Linked DNA regions of Anser cygnoides: region 1 is linked to region 2. The links are chromatin contacts, called in public Hi-C maps. All regions are on one chromosome and are shown on one strand. Each heading gives the region's core, a stretch centred on a gene start, on an enhancer-like site or on the middle of the called end of the contact. The rest is flanking DNA. Distances are from core to core; before and after follow the strand shown. Region 1 overlaps SCAMP4 (secretory carrier membrane protein 4). Region 2 overlaps LOC125184512 (a long non-coding RNA gene).

What was found. A called contact is a pair of places that touch in the nucleus more often than the background predicts.
Region 1: a contact with region 2 is called in a Hi-C map of liver, with 9 times the contacts expected there. The contact joins two enhancer-like sites. A contact is called at or near these places in 2 of 7 Hi-C or Micro-C datasets (both in liver).

Annotation. Positions count from the first base shown.
Region 1 is chr27:5,254,882-5,261,159 of Taihu_goose_T2T_genome, forward strand. It overlaps SCAMP4 (secretory carrier membrane protein 4), which reads left to right. Exons shown (of 8, transcript XM_066983724.1): 8 at 1-2,635. Among named protein-coding and RNA genes, the nearest start is that of CSNK1G2, 3.2 kb to the right of the region's middle. Within about 2 kb of position 1,875, at least 2 of the 3 cell types and tissues checked have open chromatin away from gene starts, as enhancers often do. A contact at or near this core is called in liver, where this site is marked.
Region 2 is chr27:4,383,904-4,389,716 of Taihu_goose_T2T_genome, forward strand. LOC125184512 (a long non-coding RNA gene) reads right to left here. Exons shown (of 3, transcript XR_007168635.2): 3 at 5,295-5,813. Among named protein-coding and RNA genes, the nearest start is that of ANGPTL4, 8.9 kb to the left of the region's middle. Within about 2 kb of position 4,493, at least 2 of the 3 cell types and tissues checked have open chromatin away from gene starts, as enhancers often do. A contact at or near this core is called in liver, where this site is marked.

The DNA of each region.
Region 1 (6,278 bases), core at 625-3,124, 870 kb after region 2:
TGTAACAAACACAATCAGAGCATTAGTAGCAACCGGTGTTTGCTCTCCCGGATGAATGATCTGGAATTTTTCACTCTAAGGGAAACGCAACACCTGAATTACCTGGTACTAGTGATATTGAAGGTATTTGTAAAATCTACAGCTTCATTTGCTTGCGCTTTCGGGTGAAGAATCCTTTAGATAACAGCGCTTGCTGCGGGTGAGCGTTGTTCAGATACTAAGTCCACAAGAGTCCTCATTTGCCTGGCTAGGACTATTGTTATGATAGAAGTCTTGCTTTCCCTGCCTCCAAAAGTTTTTGCTAGATCCGTGTGCTGCGGAGATGCAGATTCATCTCATTTTGTTACTGATTGCTCACTAAAAGCCTGATTCAAAGCCCACTGGAAACTATTGAAAAGCTGACTGCTGTTGGGCTTTGGACCTGGCTGCCTGGGTGACGTTCACCCCTTTCCAGGCAGGCAGCGCGAGATCTCTGTGCCATCTAAATTCCAGGTACGTGGCGTCAGGATTTTTGTGCTGACCCAATACATGCCGTACTGGACACGCCTTGTCCTGTTGGGACACCTTTTTTTTTTCTGGGCTCCTGGCCAGTAGCTGGGTGCCAGCTAACTATTGATCTCAGTGCTGGGGCCCCAGTGTGGTTTGGGAGTAATTCCATTACAACTGATAAATTGAATTCTGCCTTCTACCGACGCAGTTAAAATCCAACCGTTCTGCAGTGAGCTGTCTCAGAAAGCTCGTTAGTCCTCGTAGCTGACGCTAGCTGTGCAGAGCTGGTACGTGTCTGCGTCGCCAGCAGTGATTTCCTTCCCTGTACGAGCAGGGGGAGAGAGGTTCTTGCCTTTCCCCAGGAATCAGCTGAAGAGAGGATAACGCTCTTGGGAGGGGTTGTTTCCCCTGAGAGCTAGCATTAGTCTCATCACTCATCTTCATCTCATGCATGTACATCAGGACTCCTGGAGCCTGAGCCATCCAATTCCCCTGTGTCCTAAAATGATCCAAGCAGCAAAGGCTGCAGTCTTTTCCTTTCCTTCAACAGCCTGCTAGGAACTTTCTCAAACCTGTTAAAACTGGGAGGTCAGTTCCCGATATTTTTACAGGGAGTTGAGTGTTCAATGTTTGCAGCTCTGGGAATTTCAACGGACAGTGAAGGGCAGAGTGCTCCAGTCTGGAGACTTGAGAGGTGTGGGGCACCCTGAGAGTCAGGCCCAGAGCCTGGCCAGTTGTAGGAGGTGACGCCAGAGGTGTTACACTGGAAGTGGAGTCACTCCACGTCCACACTAAATAACTGGAAAGCAAAATTGGCTCCTGGAAAGGGACAGGGAGGTTGTCCTTGCTAGGTGGAACTGATTTGCAAGTGGTCTTTTGAAAACTGTCTCTACATGTGCCTTATCTAATAAAATGTTAGTTCATGAAGGAGAACTTTTCCTTCCCCACCCCCCCGGCAAAACTTCCCATTCACTCTATTAACTTTTCCCGTGTCATACTGTAAATACTAAGTGAAGTACAGCTTGGAGTCTGCATGACACCTTTGTTACTAGGGCCAAAGCAAAAGCAAACATTAATGGGAGGTCAGAGCCTCCGCGAACTTCAGTTTACAAGCAACACTGACCCCCTGCTGCAGAGCCAGCCTTTTGCTGGCTCTGCCTCATGCTTCAAACACAAGGGTGATTTTTTTTTTTTCTTGCGAGTGTGCAATGTGCTTGTAAGTACAAATGCTTGATGCCTTCTTAATAGAATACGACCCGGTCGTGTTGTCAAGCTTTTAGGTGCCTTTGTCTTGTGTCAAGTGAAATTTTAAGTGTTCTTTGTCGCTTGCCATCAGAGAGTGATAAAAGAACTGCCTGTCGATGAACTCCCTGGAAATACGATTGCGCTACGGGGGAGCGAGGTGAGGTGAGCGGGGCCGCACTCGAGGGTGGCCGTGCTTGGGGGCCCAGACGCGGGGTGCCCGTGGAACGCTCTCCTCTGGCTCTGACCCCTGCCATCCTCGGCCTTTTGCCAAATTTTTTTTCAGCAGAAATTGCAGTCTTTCTTTTTTTTAGTGTTTCAGGTTGGAGATTTCAATTGAACCAAGAGGAGAAGCGTTGCCAGGGGACTCCTGAGTCCGGCTTCTCTTTTTCCCCTTGGATAACCCGGGGGTCTCTTTTAAAGCACCCATCCTCACATTTCCAACCTTCTTGATGCGGTGAGGGGTGTGTACTTAGGAGCCTGCAAACCAAAATGGTTGGAGGCAGACACCAATATCATGATCCATTAGCAAACACTGCCTGAGATTTCTAAGGAGCTTAAATGAAACCTCCCTGGACGGGAGCTGCCATCTCCAAACACATCGCCCCCCTCCATCCTCTTAGATGCCAGAAACCGTAATTCCAGAAAGTTGACTCAACACGTTGCCTGAACTGCTGTGGCTTTTTTTTTCCGACTCCTCTGTATGTTTTTTAATGTTTACATTAGATTTCTAAGACTCCTTAACACCATTAACCTGGACCTGGCTCCCGGTTTCGTTCGGCATCATGCGGCATGTACGTGTGCGATGTTTCGTGTCACTTGTGGGGCTCTGGTTTTTGTTTGTGTTTTTCTTCTGATCACAAGACAATAAATGCTCATCCTGTGCTTGATGAGAAGAACTGGCTGCATTAGAGAAGTGTGTCTGTTCCTAGGTAACCAGAGTTATCTGGCAGAGGGAAATGGCGAAATCTCTGTTTTCTTCCAGTCTCCCACCACTTTTTTTTTCCCTTAAAAGAACAGCACGTTTATGGATGAGGCTCACCCTCTTGCTGGGGACCACCACAAGAGTTGGCGTGCTGTAGTTTGTGTTCTTGCAGATGCCTGACAAGTGTTTTACACCGATGTTACCATTATTCTCATTTCTTAGCTATGGAGAAGTGCAGGTGATGGGGCGCGCCGGGGTTGAACCCTCCTTCCTGGCCTCTCCTTAGCAGCACACGTTCACATTGGCCCTTTGCAGTGCTGGCCTCTGCCTTGTCTGGTTTGCTGCCTGGAAAGATCCCGTCATTCCTGGGGCAAACAGGCTGTCTGACAGCAAAGGTGAGTTGCATCACTCTATTTAGTGTGCAGCTGGATTTACTGCCCCAAATGATGCTATCCTGGCTTCATACCCCAGCTCTGCTCCATAGCGGATTCGTAATCCTAGAAGAGCTGTTTTCATCTCAGCTGCTCGATCCCACATCTGCTAATCTCAATGTTTTCTTCATCTCCAAAGCCTTGTGCCCCCTCTGCAGCCATTAGCATCTCACCTTCGCTGGCAGGAGACTGCATAGTCCTCATGTTCACAAAAGTCTCACAGCAGCACCTTTTCCCTGAGCTGTTTTGCTCCAAGCATGCATGGGGCAGGTTGGCATCACCTCCTGCAAATACTGCCGGCTCTGCCCGCAGCCGGGCTGCGCTGGGCTCTCAGAAAGTCGATGGCAGCTTTGATGTATTGGCCTGAGCACGATTCAGTGAGGCAGCAGGGTCAGACGGAAAGCCCCAGGCACTGGTTTAGGTATTAAATAGCATTTAGGGGGCTGCTGGTTGTCTGCACCCTGAATGTCCGTCTCTCTGCTCCTGGCTGTGTTATGGAAGTGTGAAATCAGGGATTTCCAGCAGCTGCTTGCTGCTGCATCCATCACATGGTGAGTATGAGGATGAAACAGCTTTTACTCAGATTCTTGCTCCAAGCCCTCAAAATCTTTGCAGGAGGTGCAGGTTTGAGCTCCTGCTGCTGCCACGAGCGGGGCAGGTCCCTGGTGCTTGGGTTTTCCTCCGCCGCACACCTTGGACGAGAGCCGGAGCTCAGGGGCTTGGCAGGAGCAGGGGGCAAGGTTCAGTGGGGATGGGGCAGTGGCTGCGCCGCCAAGCTTGGCCCCACAAAAAGAGCTCCCCAAAAGTCCCACGGACCCCCACATTGGGGTGGGGGCTCTTCCCTTTGCGCTCCTGCTCCTCCGGCTGGAGCCCTGTGGCTGTGTGGGATGGGATGCTGTGAGTGGCCTCGCTCTTTCTTCTTTTCTTTTCTTTTTTTTTCTTGGCCGATTCTTAGTGGATTTCTATCACTTTGGTGCCATTTCCCGGGCCCTGAATGCAAATGCTTCAGCAGAAACACTACACTGCCTGCTCCGAGCAGCTTTTTCCTCTGTATGAGTTACAGCAGTCGTTTTTTTTGTGTTGCCTGCTTGCGAATTAGCCCTAATTAACTCGTGCCCTGGGGAGGAGGGCAGGGTTCAGAGCTGGATGCTTTCCCAACAGAAATTCCCTGGCTTTTCTCACTAACTCGCTGTGCTGAGCCGGTTCCATAGCATGAGTTGTAGAGGTCTCTGCAGCCCACACCTGGCACACCATGTATTCCCTGCCAAGTTACGGCATGCTGGAGATCCAACTTTAAATAAAATCAGAACTCTTTACTTTCTTGTCTCCTGACCCAGAGGATGGATAAATTATCAAGCCAAATGTCTGGACAACTCATGTAGTCTCCTACATGAAATCACCTTTTTCCCCCCTTTCCCTTCCCCCCCCAGCGCAGCGGGATGCAGTGTTAAAAGCCCCCAGACTCTGTAGGATCACAGGCCGGGGCCGTAGCAGGCTGGGAACCCATCAACATCACCCCACGCTCAGCTCCTGCCTCGGGGCCGAGCCCAGGCTGCTCTCGACACACGCACCGTGTGCTGAATGGTGCCAGGGCCCGTCAGCACCGCTGCGCCCGCTGCGTCGCAGCCCCGCGGGGTGACGAGGTGAAGCGGGGCCGTGCTGGGCAGAGCTGCGTGTGACTGCTCGCAGGGTGTCACCAAAAGGGACGCAGAGGGGAAAAAAAGGGGATGCGGCGGTCTGGGATGGTGCGAAAGGAAAAGGGGAGGGCGGCTCTGCTGCTGGGGACTTTGGGAGAAGCGTTACCTCCAGCTGCGGGGCACAGATAACGGCCCTCCTGCACCCTCCTGCGACAGCAGGAATCCCCGCGCCGGGGACGGAGCTGCCAAAGGGCAGGGCCCAGGGGTGGCAGGATCCCCGTTTGGCTCGCGGTGTTGCTTGTTCCGTGGTCCTAATTCTCTGATGTCACCATTCTTCTAGAAGCAAACACATGCAGGGGAAAAATACCTCGGAGGAGCGGTGCGAGGCGGGAGGGGGGCTCACCAGCAGGAGCACTTCTGCGCAGCTGGGAGAGAATTGATTCAAGCAGCTGGGGTGGCTGACATGGGCGGCTGGGGGGACGGTGGAGCCTGAGGACCGGGTTCTCCCCAGACCACCCCAGCTCCTTTGCCAGGTATTTGGGGGCGAGTCTGCCCCGTGCCATGACGTCGATGAGAGCAGCAGGACCCCACGGGGCGCCTGCTCCCCCTCAGCGCCAGGGTCGCTCTCAGAGGCTCGGGGAGGGACGGCGGCTGCGTGCCGTGGGGAGGCAGCGGTTCTGGCCGCGGGGAGCGGCGTTCTGCGGCTGAATTACGTGAATAAACCCAAAATGGACCAAAGTGACGGGCTGGGGGGGGGTGGTGGCAGCAGGGCTGGGCCCCGCCTGTCCCTGCAGGTCCCCGAAGCAGGGCCACCCCCTACAGCTGTGCACTACACTTTGGTTGATATATATATATACACACCATATATATATATATGTATATATCTCCCTGATGTATGTGTATATATGGTATATGTGCATATATGTATATATCTCCCTCATATATATATGTATATATCTCCCTGTCCTGAACTGGGGCCGTCCCCTACAGCTGTGCACTACAGTTTGGTTGATATATATATATATATGTATATATATGTATATATCTCTCTGGTATACGTGTATATATGTATGTATCTCCCTGTCCCTGCAGGTTCCTGAACTGGGGCCATCCCCTACAGCTGTGCACTACACTTTGATTGATATATATATATGCATATATCTCCCTGGTGGCTATAACCTATAGCAGAGCTCTGCCTGCAGCAGGACCCGCACCATATAGGGGTTATGGGCAGCAAGGGGCCCATGCCCTATAGCAGAGCCCGTACCCTATAGTAGCAGGGCCTGTCCCCTATAGGGGGCAGCAGGGGCCCGCCCCTATAGCAGGGCCTGTCCCCTATAGGGGGCCGGGCCCCTTCTCGGAGCGCTGTGGGCAACAAGGGGTTAAAGGAAAGCCCCCGCCGGGAGCCGCCGAGCGCGGCGCTGCCGTAAAGCGCCCCGCCCTGCTGTAAAGCCCACGCCGCTCTCCGCAAGCCTCCTATTCTCGACCGCGCTTTACGCCAACGCCGCTGCGCTCCCCCGGCCTCCCTTCCGCTGCGCATGCGCCGAGCTGCGC
Region 2 (5,813 bases), core at 3,243-5,742:
TTTATTCTTCCTGCTGTGCCCCAGGCTCCTTGGGGAGCGCTGGGTCACTGTGTGGAAGGTCACCCTTGCCATCAGGCAGGAAACTGGAGCACTTTGGTTAATGTGGGAGGCTCGGCAGCCAGAGAAATTGGACCCGTATTTTTACAGTCATCACTGAATTCAAACAACATGTGTTTTGGATTACTGGCTTTCGCTGGTTGGGCTCGCGGCTCGTCCACGCAGGGAGCTGCGGGTTCCCAGGGAGGACGATGCCTATCGGAGCGCCCGGGGTGCTCCCAGCCCTATGCCAGAGGGGCCGGATCCTGTGCACTGCCCAGCCCCGGGCTTTGCCACCCTTTGGATGGAAACAGTGGACAACAGGGTCAGTGCGTGTGTGCACCTCGGTGCCTTTGCCACTTGGTGCCGTGAAAGACTCCCCATTAATCAGTATAGTTGGGTGTTAAAAAAAAAAAAAAAAAAAAAAAAACTCATTTTGGGGTGTCTAACTGATCCCAGGAGGCTGCGCTGCTCGGATGAGGCTGCTCCGGGAAGCGGCAGCCTGGAGGGGTTTGGGCTCAGCCCGAGCACTGTGCACTGTGGGCTCTGTGACCTCCCCGTGGCCAGGCTTGGGGGAGAGAATCGCTGGGGGTCGGTGGTGGGTCCTGCCCTGTTGGACATCTCCATCAACCCTCTGGGTGATGGGGAGGGGCGCACCCTCAGTAACTCCGCAGGTGGCACAAAGCTGGGCGCAGTGGCCGACTCTCCAGAGGGGGCAGGACAGTCTGGAGAGCTGGGCTGCCAAAAATCTCGTGTAGTTCGCCAAGGAGAAGTGCAGCCCTGGGCACCGGGACACGCTGGGGGCGCCCAGCTTGGCAGAAGGGACCTAGGAGTTCTGGTGGACACCAGGTTGAACAAGAACCAGCAATGTGCCCCTGCTGCTAAGAAGGCTAACGGTGATCCAGGTGTTTTCTGCACACCTTTCACTTCCTTTGCCTATTCTGGAAGGAGATACCCAAAAGGGAGGAGAGCGCAGCTGTGGCAAGCATCGATGACACCCCCAGGGTGCAAGGAGGGTCCCCCCGTCACCCCCTCCTCTGCCACAGGGACACAGGCGGACCTGGCACCGCTCAGCACCCGCCCGCCAGCACCTGCCGGTGGCCGTGACCCCTCCGCCCTGCTGGCACAGCCCTCATCGGCCGGATCTGCTGTCGCAGCACAAATGGCTTTTTTTGGCAGTGTGATAAACCCCAGGGTCACTTCTGCTGCCCAGGAAGGCTTTTAGGACACGTAGGACGGGTGTCCACACGGGTCCCGGGCACCTCCACGCCTGGCCGACACCTCGTAGGGTGCCTGGAGGGTGAGTGCTGCTCGGCCTCCTGAGCACGGGGCACCCGCAGATCACAGCGGGGACCCCGCGCCTCTGCCTGCCCCTGCGCCCCCATGGGGCCACGGCTGCTTGTCCCGAGGGGAGGGAGCTGCTGGCTCAGGACACCCGTGGGAGGGGGCTGCGGAGACCCAGACGTGGGAGCTCCAGGCGGAGGGGATGTTCTTCATCCAGCCAGCAAAGGGGAAAAACGCACAGCCTTCTTGGCTCGGTGCTGGAAGTCCCAGCTGGGACCCAAACTTCTCCCAGCACCTTCCTGCCCAGGTCGTGACTCACAGCCGTGACGGCCGGGCTCCCCACCCGGCTCCAGTGGGCAAAGGATGGGAACAGCCACGGCCGAGTCTCAAGGGAGGAGGTGAGGAGGCGGTGATGCTTCTCAGCATACCCCAAATGTGCACTTGGGTACCCACGTCCGGGAAAGCCCGCGTCGTGCTGCAGCTGGGAACAGGGATATTGCCTGCAGGTGGTCACATTGAGAAGGTGGTGGGAAGGGAAGGGAAGGGAAGGCAAGGCAAGGCAAGGCAAGGCAAGGCAAGGCAAGGCAAGGCAAGGCAAGGCAGATTTTCTTGTCATGGGTGTTTTCCAGGAGGGTCTACAAGTGTATTTTAATATTTATCTAAGCTATTTTTCAATTTTCACACCTCAGAAGATATGCAGGCATTAAATGATGTAAAAAAAAAAAATGATTAATGCAGTGAAAACTTGAAAATAAGTGGGTGAAAATGCCCCAGAGCACAAAGGGTTTGAGCTGTCCCCTTCCCAGCAGCTGTGCTGGTGCAATGGCTCCGGGGCTGGCACCTGCGGGCTGCCCAGGCAGCAGCCTCCGTCCGCCCAGCTCCCACAGGGACCCCACAGGCACTCGGCACAGGCAGGAACCAGCACCCACGGACACACGGACCTGTCCGTCTGTCCTGCACTTTGCCAGTATCACGGCGACCTTTGCCTCGTGTCCTCTTGTGCAGCCAAGAGAAGGGGTTAGCAGGAGGGAAGTCACGCTGCTCGGGCATGGCTGGGACAGAGCAGCCCTTGTTTAGTTTTCATTTCTTAGAAAAACAGATGCTGGGGGGGTTCACCCTGCATGGACGGATGTCTCAGTCCGCAGGACTTGGCTCAGCAGAGGGAAACAAACCTGAAGTGGGTCCGAGGCTGCGTCCAAGCTTTGAGCTCCGATGCTCTCCGGCCACCACCACACCTGAGCACGTGCCCTGGGAGCTGCATGGGTCTGGCATTTGTCAATCTCCCTGCAACAAGGAAAGCCGTGGAGGCAAAATGCAGATGCCAAGAACCTGCCTACATGGGTCAGGGTGCCTGGGAATTGCTTCCTTACTGCAAAATGAAGGGGAAAAAAAACAAACTCCTGAGCGTGATCCAGGAACATCTTCCCCCAAGAAGTGGTCCAGGAGGGGAGGTTTCCCATCAAACGAAGCAGCTCAGGGTGTCAGAGTCATCGTGGCTGGCGGTGACACCGTCAGGGTGGGCAGCCCAGGCACTGCCCCATTTCGGTGCAGTTTGTGAAGTGTCACTTCAATATTGCAGCCTGGGGATTTGCTTCCGCTAAGTGGATGACGTTTCTGAAATCACCACATCGACATCCTTGGCCAGGCAACATCTTGCTTTGGGAGAAACCCCACAGTGTGCATCTGTCACACACCGAGTCCTCTCGGAGCCCTGTGGCAGGGACAGGATTTGTATTAGAGAGAGAGAGAGAGAGCAGAAGAGCAGAAGAAATCTGCTGCTATAAGCCTGCCCCCACAGCCTGGGGTGGGCTTCGCACCCAGCGCGTGAGCCGGGCGCTAACGCCCTGAGGGTCACGCTGCTTTCTGGGGCCACGGCAGGTTTGGGGGGTGCTGCTATCAGCAAGGGAAGCGGTGCAAAAAGTAAATAGAAAGAGGCTTAAAATAATGCAAAGGGGTGGAATCAGGCGGCGGGAGCGCTGGGTGCCCTGCGTGGCTGGGTGCTCCAGTGTTCACCGGTGGTGTCCTGGGGATGGCCGGAGCTGGGAGGTGAGGCTGGGTGCAGAGGAGGGGCGAGGGCAGAGCTGGGGATGCCCAGGGCAGGTCGGCAGCCTCCCAGTGCCTTCATGCGGGTTTAATATTCGGGAGGATTTTCTCTAACGTGCAGGAATTAACGGCAGGCGGCACAGATGGTCACAGCAGGGAAAACCGTGTCATCAGACCTCGCAGGGGAGCTCTGCTGTCATCGGGATTTTCTCTGGAGCAACTGGAGAAGGTCCACCGGCGGTTTCTGGTAAATGTTCTTCCTCCGGCGTGTGGCTCCCTGGGGACATGCCGTCACCAGCCTTGGCCGGGGCTCTGCAGGAAAGCTGCGTTCCAGGTGGCTTTTCAGGGATGCAGGAGCACCAGGAGAGCGTTCGCAGCAGGAAGCTGTTTGCTCAGCCGAGGAGCCCGCTGGCAGCTGGACCCCAGCGAGAGCTGCTCCCAGCCTGGATTTACCGCCAGGAATGTGGTTTCGCAGGACGGTTTTCCTGTAACTCGGGCGTGAGTCAGGCACCCTTGCGAGAAGGGAGTGGGCTCGGCGTGGCGCCGGGTGGCTCGGGGCTGTGCCGTGCTGCAGGGCCGGGGCAGAGCTGGGGCAGGCTCGCTGCCTTCATTGCTGCCTGCGGCTGGGCAGAGCTGCTCACACAGAGGCGAAACAGCGGCCAGGACGGGGGCAAGGCTCATGGTTGTGTCCCGTGAGGACCCAGCCACATCTGCCTCCTTGCGATGTGCGGGGACGCGGGGCCAGGCTGGGGCTCACCGGCTCAGGGAGCACAAGGTGTTTGGGGTCTGCGGATCCCCGCACTGTTGCCAGCACCTCCCGGCTCCAAAGGGGGCTGGCGTCGCCTTCCCACCATGTGTGTCCCCCCCCCCCCCCCAGCACTGCGCCATGCCCAGCGGACACCCCTGCACTGAACAGGTCCCAGCAGCAGGTCCAGACCCGGGAGGTCCTTCCCAGGAGGATCTTCAGGTGCTGGCTGTGACCCAGTGCCACCGCGGTGCCGCTTTCTGGGCGCTGCTGAGATGCTCACGGCTGCTCTGTGCAGGCGGGGACGCTGGGCTGTGACCGTTCCCACAGCCTCGGGGTGCTGGTGAAAGCCAGCCGCACAGCCAGCACCTCGCAGGGAGCCCAGCTGCCCGTTTGCGCACCCCCTGAGTGAACGAATGCATCCTGCAAATATTCACAAACGTCCTCTTGGAGCTCGTTGGGTTGCTCTGGGGGGGATGTCGGTGCCGGAGGCTGGCCGAGGGGTGCTTGGATATGGAAGGAGCAGGTCCCTGCTGATGGCACATGGTGCCTGGGGATGGGACCATCGGGCTCTCATGGGGCTGCCCTGGCCTCCCTGCTCTGGGAAAAGCAGGTCGGATGAGCCCTTCCTCCCAGCTCCTGCCCGGGATGGCTGCTTAGGCTCATTTTCTCTTTCCTGAATCTCTCCAACACACTGACGTGAGGGTTGGAGCCTCATCCTTAGCATGCCATGCCTGCCTCTGCAGTTCCTTTACCCTTGGACTTTAGCAAAATAGACAAAAATAGCTGTCAAAAAAAGGAAGGGGTGACCTTTGTCATTTGAATAAATGTTTGCTTTGTCAGCGCAAGCGTGGCGCATTCGGGGGATTTTGTGGAAGGTGCCGGGGCGCTGAGCCAGGACCAGGCAATTTGCACTCTCTCCGACAGCAGCCGCGAGCTGCCCTGGGAATGCAGGTTCCTAATCCCTGCTCAGCAGGGCAGGGAGATGCTGGGCAGAGGAGATGCCTCCCAGGGCACGTAAGCAGAGAATTTGGGCTTCCCTGCATGTCTCCATGCCAGAAACGCTCCCCTGATGCCCAGCCATGGGATGGGAAGGGGGAGGCAGGAATGGACCCAGGAACGCCAGGAGGTATTTGGGATTTAATGGCAATTTCTAACACCACGTGGGTCATTTGAATGTGCTAAAGCAACAGCTGAAAAATTGCAAGTCCCTGGCTTCAGGGGCTCCATCAAGATGCCGAATTGCATGAGCTGGAGGCATGGAGAGGGGGTCCCAGGGCCGCTGAGAGCCATGGGGAGCAGGGGCCGAACCGGGAACCCACACAACCGTAGTGGGGACAGGCAGAAAACTGCAGGGCACTGGTCCTGTCTGCTGCCAGAGCTGACGAGTCCAAGCCCTCAGGGGCTGCAGACTGCCGGTGTGCCATCCGGCCGGAGCATTGCCCGTGGGTAACCCAGCCCCGCACCTGCCACCCGACCTTTCTGCCGGGCTGGGCTCGCCAAGCCCAGCAGAGTGAAATTAGAAGCAATTAAAAATTAATCTTGGCAAGGGCTCAGATCAAACTTTCTACCCATTTTTAGCTGCAAGTTGCTTTGGAGACGGCATGCACCCGCGTTCAACTGGTGATGCAACGCAGCAGGGCGTGAATGGACACGAGGGCATCCAGTGGCTGGGGCCGGAGTGGGACGAGCCGGGGTCAGAAAC